2 separate regions of the Capra hircus genome follow, and region 1 is linked to region 2. The links are chromatin contacts, called in public Hi-C maps. All regions are on one chromosome and are shown on one strand. Each heading gives the region's core, a stretch centred on a gene start, on an enhancer-like site or on the middle of the called end of the contact. The rest is flanking DNA. Distances are from core to core; before and after follow the strand shown.

What was found. Hi-C and Micro-C count contacts between places; a contact is called where the count stands out from the background.
Region 1: a Hi-C map of blood shows a contact between it and region 2, with 2.2 times the contacts expected there. The contact joins the promoter of C13H20orf144 here to the promoter of SNTA1 in region 2. A contact is called at or near these places in 4 of 5 Hi-C or Micro-C datasets (blood and liver).

Annotation. Positions count from the first base shown.
Region 1 is chr13:62,695,575-62,699,416 of ARS1.2, reverse strand. It overlaps C13H20orf144, which reads right to left and starts at 2,035. Exons shown (of 2, transcript XM_018057727.1): 1 at 1,618-2,035; 2 at 272-734. The coding sequence starts at 1,746. The coding sequence ends at 327. All of the region lies in intron 5 of NECAB3 (N-terminal EF-hand calcium-binding protein 3), which reads left to right.
Region 2 is chr13:62,503,545-62,507,407 of ARS1.2, reverse strand. It overlaps SNTA1 (alpha-1-syntrophin), which reads left to right and starts at 2,390. Exons shown (of 8, transcript XM_005688662.3): 1 at 2,390-2,865. The coding sequence starts at 2,394.

The DNA.
Region 1 (3,842 bases), core at 786-3,285, 190 kb before region 2:
TTCCGTCGGATCTGCAGACCTGGTGGCTGGATCTGACCCCGGCCAGGTGTCGCAGGGAGAGGAGAACCCTTGTTCCACTGTGGTAGGGTGCCCCCTCTCCATTGCGGCACAGGGTTTCTGACACTTGGGTCAGAAGAAAGCAGAAGGCAAAACCAGCCTGGGCCCCAGGCCACGGCCATTCTCCTGTTCTTCCCTGTCTTGCTCTGGGCCTTAGTTTCCCCAACCCTGTCTCCACGCCCCAACGCCTCAGACTGGGCTACAGACGCCAGCGTTGCTATGCGCTCTTTACTGGGCCAGACCCAGGTACAGGGGGTCCGGCCAGGCACTCAGGGCCGCGGGCGGGGACAGCGGCGCCGCTTGCGCGGCTGCTCCTCGGCGGCCTCGGCCTCACAGTCGGTCTCGCTCTCGGTCAGCAGGCGCGTGTAGAGCCGCTGCCAGCCCTGCGCCTCCTTGGCCCCGCCCCCGGGGCCGCCCGCCGCGCGGCGTCCCTCCTCCTGCAGCCGCGCGTCCAGCAGCAGCAGCAGGACGAGGATCTTCTTCATCTCGCGCGCGCGCGCGCTCTCGCGCCGCTCAGCGCCGTCGCCAGCTCCTCGCAACATGGGTGCCGCCGCCGGGGCCCCCGCGGGGGTGTCCGCCGCAGCCTCGCTCGTCCGCTCGGGCCGCGCTCCGGGCCCCGCCGTCGCCTCGGCTAGTTGCTGCCGCTTGTCCAGGGGGAAGAGCAGCACGATCTTGGTCTGGGGGTAGGGCAGGGGCGTGAGGGGAACGAGCTCCGCCCGCCCGCCTCCCGAGGACCCTCACCCACCGGGTCCTGTCTCCCAGAAGCCCGCCCTCTCTCGTTCCCGGGGTACCCGCTGTCCTCCCAGCCTGGGTAGGGGGAGGTGGGGGAGGCAGGCACCCGTCTCCATCTCCCAAGACCCCTGCCTCCCCACCTGGAAACCCTCACCCACCCCAGGCTGACTTCCTGAGACCTGACTCGGATCAAGTTTATGAGATTCCCCTGTCTGCCCTTGCAGCCTTGATGCTGGGACCCTTCACCCACCCCGGTCCCGGCCCAGGTCCTCATGCCTAGTTGAAGAGAGGGGAAAGTAACACGTTTTGAAGCTGGGGAATGGAAAGGCGGGGATAAGGGAGCTCCCTGTGCCCATAGCCCCAGTGGCAGCCGCTAGGGCTGATTTGCTGTGCCAGGACTTCCACCCATCTGTTCCAGGTTGGGAGAGCCGTCTCCTGGACACCCTCCTAGGCTCCCAAGTCTCATCCACCTCCTGGTTTCTGGGATACCATCCACACCCACATGGATTCCTGAGTCCCTCTGCCTCAACAGGGGTTCTCTAATGCCTTCCATAGGGGCCTCCCAGGTGGCGCTAGTGGTAAAGAACCCGCCTGCCAATGCAGGAGACAGATGTGGGTTCCATTCCTGGGTTGGGAAGAAATCCCATGGTCAGAAGAGCCTAGTGCGCTACAGTCCATGGGGTTGCAACCAGTTGGACGCAACAGAAGCCGCTTAGCACACACACGCAACCCCTTCCATTCCCTACATGGCCTAGACCCCCAGCATCCGCTCCTGCCCACCTGTCCAGGTCCGCCAAGCCCCAGCTGCCCCTTCTTCCCTGGACTCACACTGGGCTTCTTCCCCTTGAAGTGGTTGAAGAACTGGCGTTTGCGCCGGGCCTTGTCCATGTCAGGTGGCTTCTCCTTGCGGGCCTGCTTGGGCACCTTGGTTCTCTTGTGGGAACTGTTGTTTCCCATGGCAGGGCTGGTCACCACTGGGGACCCCAGCCCATGCTGCCTCTGCCCTGCCCTCTGGCTGGGGCTCCCCTGCCCTGGCTCTGTCCCAGGGACCACATTGTGACCTCATGGGTTGACCTCATCAGCTCCAGGCTCCGAGCTGCTCCTGCCAGAACCCACAGATGAATCTTGACTCCATTTACTCTGTCTGTGACTTCAGGCTTTGGTTTCTCAGTGTAAAACTGGGCTAAAGATTAGTGAGGTGATGGCTTATAAGGTGCTTAGTGATGGTGGTGTTCAGTCACTCAGTGATGTCCGACTCTTTGTGGCTCCACGGACTGCAGCACACCAGGCCTCCCTGTCCATCACTATCTCCCTGAGCCTGCTCAAACTCATGTCCACTGAGTCAGTGATGCCATCCAACCATCTCATCCCCTGTCGCCCCCTTCTCCTCCTGCCTTCAATCTTTCCCAGCATCAGGGTCTTTTCCAATGAGTAAGTTCTTCATATCAGGTGGCCAAAGTATTGGAGCTTCAGCATCTGTTATTCTGATGAATATTCAGGGTTGATTTCCTTTAGGATTGACTGGTTTGATCTCCTTGCTGTCCAAGGGACTCTCAAGAGTCTTCTCCAGCACCACAATTTTAAGCATCAGTTCTTTGGTGCTCAGCCTTCTTTATAGTCCAACTTATATCTATACATGACTATTGGAAAAAAACATAGCTTTGACATACAGACCTTTGTCGGCAAAGTGATGTCTCTCATTTTTAATGTGCTCTCTGTGTTGGTCATAGCTTTTCTTCCAAGCGGCAAGCATCTTTTAATTTCATGGTTCCAGTCACTGTCCACAGTGATTTTGGAATCCAAGAAAATAAAATCTGTCATTGTTTCCCCTTCTATTTGCCACAAAGTGATGGGACTGGATGCCGTGATCTTAGTTTTTTGAATGTTTTAAGCCAGGTTTTTCACACTCCTCTTTCACCCTCATCAAGAGGCTCTTTAGTTCTTCACTTTATGCCATTAGATTGGTATAATCTGCATATCTGAGGTTATTGATATTTCTGCCAGCAATCTTGATTCCAGCTTGTGAGTCATCCAGTCCAGCATTTCACATGATGTATTCTGTATATAAGTTAAATAAGCAGGATGATAATATAGAGCCTTGTCATACTCCTTTTCCAGTTTTGAACCAGTCTGTTGTTCCATGTCTGGAACTGTTGCTTCTTGACCTGCATACAGGTTTCTCAAGAGACAGGTAAGGTGGTCTGGATTCCCATCTCTAAGAATTTTCCACAGTTTGTTGTGGTCCATACAGTCAAAGGCTTTAGTGTAATCAATGAAGCAGAAATTTTTCTGGAATTCTCTTGGTTTTTCTATGACCCAACGGATGTTGGCAATTAGATCTCTTATTCCTCTGCCTTTTCTAAATTCAGCATCTGGAAGTTCTTGGCTCATCTTCTGTTGAAGCCTAGCTTGAAGGGTTTTGAGCATTACCTTGCTAGCATGTGAAATGAATGCAGTTGTATGGTAGTTTGAACATTCTTTGGCTTTGCTTTTCTTTGGGATTAGAATGAAAGCTGGGCCTTTTCTAGTCCTGTGGCCGCTGCCGAGTTTTGCAAATTTGCTGGCATGTTGAGTGCAGCAGCTGTTTAACAGTATCATCTTTTAGGATTTGAAATAGCTCAGCTGGAATTCCATCACCTCCACAAGCTTTGTTTGTACTAATGCTTCCTAAGGCCCACTTGACTTCACACTCCAGGATGTCTGGCAGACAGAATAAGCAAGAGCTACAGTCCCACATCCTCTAGGATGAAAACCACAATCACAGAAAGCTAACTAAAATGATCACATGGATCACAGCCTTGCTGTGACAAAGGAAAGGGGCTTGCGTAACTCAATAAAACTGTGACAACACATGGTCCGCTGGAAAAGAGAAGGGCAAACTGCTCTAGTGTTCTCACTTTGAGAACCCTGTGAACAGTATGAAAAGGCTTCGTGGTGAGGAGAGGGGAATTTCTGTGACCTGAGTTTGTATTCTGACTCTGACACTTGTGTGACCTTGGCCAAGGTAATCTGCTTCTGTAGGCCTCAGTCTTCTCACCTGCAAAATGGGGTCA
Region 2 (3,863 bases), core at 1,141-3,640:
TGCAGCCCACCAGGCTCCTCCATCCATGGGATTTTCCAGGCAAAAGTACTGGAGTGACATGCCATTGCCTTCTCCCTAGTTATTCGCAAATAGATGTTTGACGAGGACAACTTGCATACGTACCTGTTTTCTTTCTTTCTTTATTGGAGTAATCATATAATTGCTTTACAATGTTGTGTTAGTTTCTGCTGTGCAATAAAGTGAACCAGTGATATGTGTACATATATATATATATCTCCTCTTCCTCTTGAACCTCCCTTCCCTCCCCCATCCCACCCCTGTAGGTCATCACAGAGCCCTGAGCTGAGCTCCCTGGCTGTACAGCTGCTCCCTACGAGCTCTCTGTTTTATACATGGTAGTGTATGTATGGCAATGCTGCACTCCCAGTTCAGCTCACCCCCTCCTTCCCCTCACACCTTGTGTCCTCACGTCTCTTCTCTCTGTCTAGGTCTCTATTCCTGCCCTGAAAACAGGCTCCTCTGTACCACTGCACCTGTTTTCTTGTGAGCTTTTTTTTTCTTCCCCTTGATAGTATTTTATGTGGAAGATTCTACTTGCAGGGAATCTATACACTGATGTGGCCCTATTTATTGTCCAACAGCATCCCAGGTAGGAGTGGAAGATGGAAACAGAGTAGATATGAGGGCTGGTTGAGGTCTGTGAGGTAGTGTGTTTTTTCTGGTAATGATCACACCTCATCTGTCTAGTGCCCAGGGTCAGTGCCCAGGCACTGGTGTGAGACAAGACTAGGTTTGAATCCCAGCTCTGCCCTACTCACAAATGTGTGAACTGGGCCAATTAGATCTTCTGAATCAAAATTTTCCTTTCGGTATAACGAGAGTATTCTTAACTGTAGCTACTTCACGAGGCTACTGTAAAGCTAAGAAAACACATGAAAATGCTCAGATCTAGGCCTGGCCAATTCAACAAATAAATAAAAGTGGATTCAATAAAAAACAAAGTGATTATATTGATTGCATAAGATTCACAGAGTAAAATATATTTTCCCACTGATTTAATCCTGACACAGTCCCTGTGAGGGTTATAGGGGTTATTAGGACCCCCATTTCACAGATGAGGTAATTGAGGCCTAGAGAACTGTAGTGCCAGGACCAAGGTCGATATGGAACTCACAGTTTCTGAACAGGGTTAAAAAACAGGTCTCCAGAGGTCCAGATCCAGAAGCCCCACCTTCCAGCCTTCTTCCCCAACACCAGGGGTTCTGGGTTCTTCTCTGTCCAGTGTGGAATTCAGGCTTTTCTGTATTCGACTGTGAAGAACAGGGGGTTAATCTCTTCAACTCCTTTCCAATTTCGACGTGGGGAGTGTTACTCCTTCCCCAATCCCTCAACAGCCAGCATCGCGCTTATCCCAGAGGGCGGGGCCTGTCAGCGTTAGACACCGCACCCCACACTAAGCCATACCCACAGACCGAAGTTCCCGCCCCACAGTCGGAAACCCGCAAATCTCCTGCACTATACGCCCGCCTGCGAAGTCCCTTGCAGCTCGATGTCTGCCTCTTAAACTCAAGCCCTGTCCCTGCAGTCCAGCGCTCTGCCATATGCAGCCCCACTCCCGAGTTCAAAGCCTCGCCCCACGATCCACTGTTCTGTCTCTTTTTCTCGTGATCCCACGGCTGCGAGCTACGGCCTCGGCCCTCGACGGCTTCGCCTGGCTGTCTCCTGCGCAGGATCTTAGGGTCCAGCCCGGGACACGAACCCAGGGCCCCGCCCACCCCACTTCATGCTCTCATTGCCTTAACTTTGGGTCCCGTCCGGACACCCTTATGTCCCCATGCCCATGTTGTTGTCGTCAGTGGCTCAGTCGTGTCCGACTCTTTGTGACCCCATGGACTGCAGCACGCCAGGCTTCCTTGTCCATCACCATCTCCCAGATTTCGCTCAGACTCATGTCCATCGAATCGGTGATGCCATCCAAGCATCTCATCATCTGTTGTCCCCTCTCATCATCTGTCGTCCCCTCTCATCCTGCCTTCAATCTTTCCCAGCATCAGCGTCTTTTCTAATGAGCCGGGTCTTCGCATCGGGTGGCCAAAGTATTGGAGCTCCAGCTTCAGCATCAGTCCTTCCAATGAATATTCAGGGTTGATTTCCTTTAGGACTGACTGGTTTGATCTCCTTGCTATTTAAGGGACTGTCAAGAGTCTTCTCCAGCACCACAGTTCGAAAGCATCAATTCTTCGGCGCTCAACCTTCTTTATGGTCCAACTCTCAAATCTGTACGTGATTACTGGAAAAACCATAGTTTTGACTATATGGACCTTTGTGGGCAAAGTAATGTAGTCTCACAGTATATCCTCTGGCTCTTGGAACCCGCCACAGCCCCTTCTGGCTTGCCGGTGACCACGCCCCTCGCTGTTAGCCACACCCACATGCAGCCCCGCCCACCGAGGCTCCACCCTCAGCGGCCTGGGGTAGGGTGGCGGCTGGCCCAGCTGGGCCCCCGCTGCCCTCAGCTCTGGGCGCTGGGTCGGAGCGGGCCGGGCACTGCGGGGGCAGGGCGAGCGCGGCTGCCCGGGGGCTCGGAGGCGAAGATGGCGTCAGGCAGGCGCGCCCCGCGCACCGGGCTGTTGGAACTGCGCGCCGGGGCAGGCTCGGGGGCTGGTGGCGAGCGGTGGCAGCGGGTGCTGCTCAGTCTAGAGGAGGACGCGCTGACCGTGAGCCCCGCCGACGGCGAGCCCGGACCTGAGCCCGGTGCCCAGCGGGAGCCGGAGCCCGCGCAGCTCAACGGCGCCGCCGAACCTGGCGCCGCGTCCCCGCCGCTGCCGGAGGCGCTGCTGCTCCAGCCGCGCCGCGTGACGGTGCGCAAGGCCGACGCCGGCGGGCTGGGTATCAGCATCAAAGGTGGGCGCGGGGGCACCGAGGGCACGGGTCTTGGTGTCTGTGGGACCGCTAAGGCGCAGGGATCGCGGGGGCTGGCAGCGTATTGAGGACGTGGAGTTGGTGGACTTCTGTCCGTGGTAACGGCTTCTGGGAGGACAGAACCGAGGGCACCAGAGCACCAAGGTCGGAGAGGGCTTTGAGGTCTCATTCAGAGGGCACAGGTGTGGACGGCTTTGGGGGCACGCCAAGGGCAAGTGGGTGGGGAGTTGTTTGCTGAGGTAAAGAGGTCTGAGACTGATTGCCTTTCAGGAGTTGCATGGGTATCAAGGACAAGAGGGACCCCAGTAGAGCAAAGGATAGAGAAGGGAGACTGAGGCCTGGGGTGCTACTAGGCAAAGGAGGAGGAAGTCTTCAAGAGACAGTCAAAGTAGAAGGGAAGGAGGGGCAAGGTCTGGAGTGGGAAGCGTTGCTGGGATGGCGACTAGGTGGACGTGCCAACTGGGCTGGGCTCACAGACAGGGGGCTGCAAAGGACCTGGAAATCTGAGCGCCTAGGAAACCTGTATGTATAGGTGAAGAGTCTTAAGTGTCCACCATCACAGCACTGAGATGGGCTTTCAGCCCCCAGTACTGACAGCTTTCTTTAAGGTGCAACCCAGACTGAAGTCCAGAATCACCTGTGTGAACTTGTGTGGTAAGATCCCATGGACTGTAGCTTGGTAGACTCCTCTGTCCTTGGGATTCTCCAGGCAAAGATACTGGGTTGCCATTTCCTCCTGCAGGGGATCTTCCCGACCCAGGGATAAAACCCACATCTCTCATGTCTGCTGCGTTGGCAAGCGGGTTCTTTACCGCTATTGCCACCTGGGAAGCCCTTTTCCATCTCTGGACCTGAGTTTCCTCAACTATATAATGAGAGTAATGATAGAATTGGGATGTTTCTATGAAAATAGGTGTCCAAAATACTCAGTCTGCCAACACATAATAGGTGCCTAGATAGTTATTGCTGTTAGATGAGAG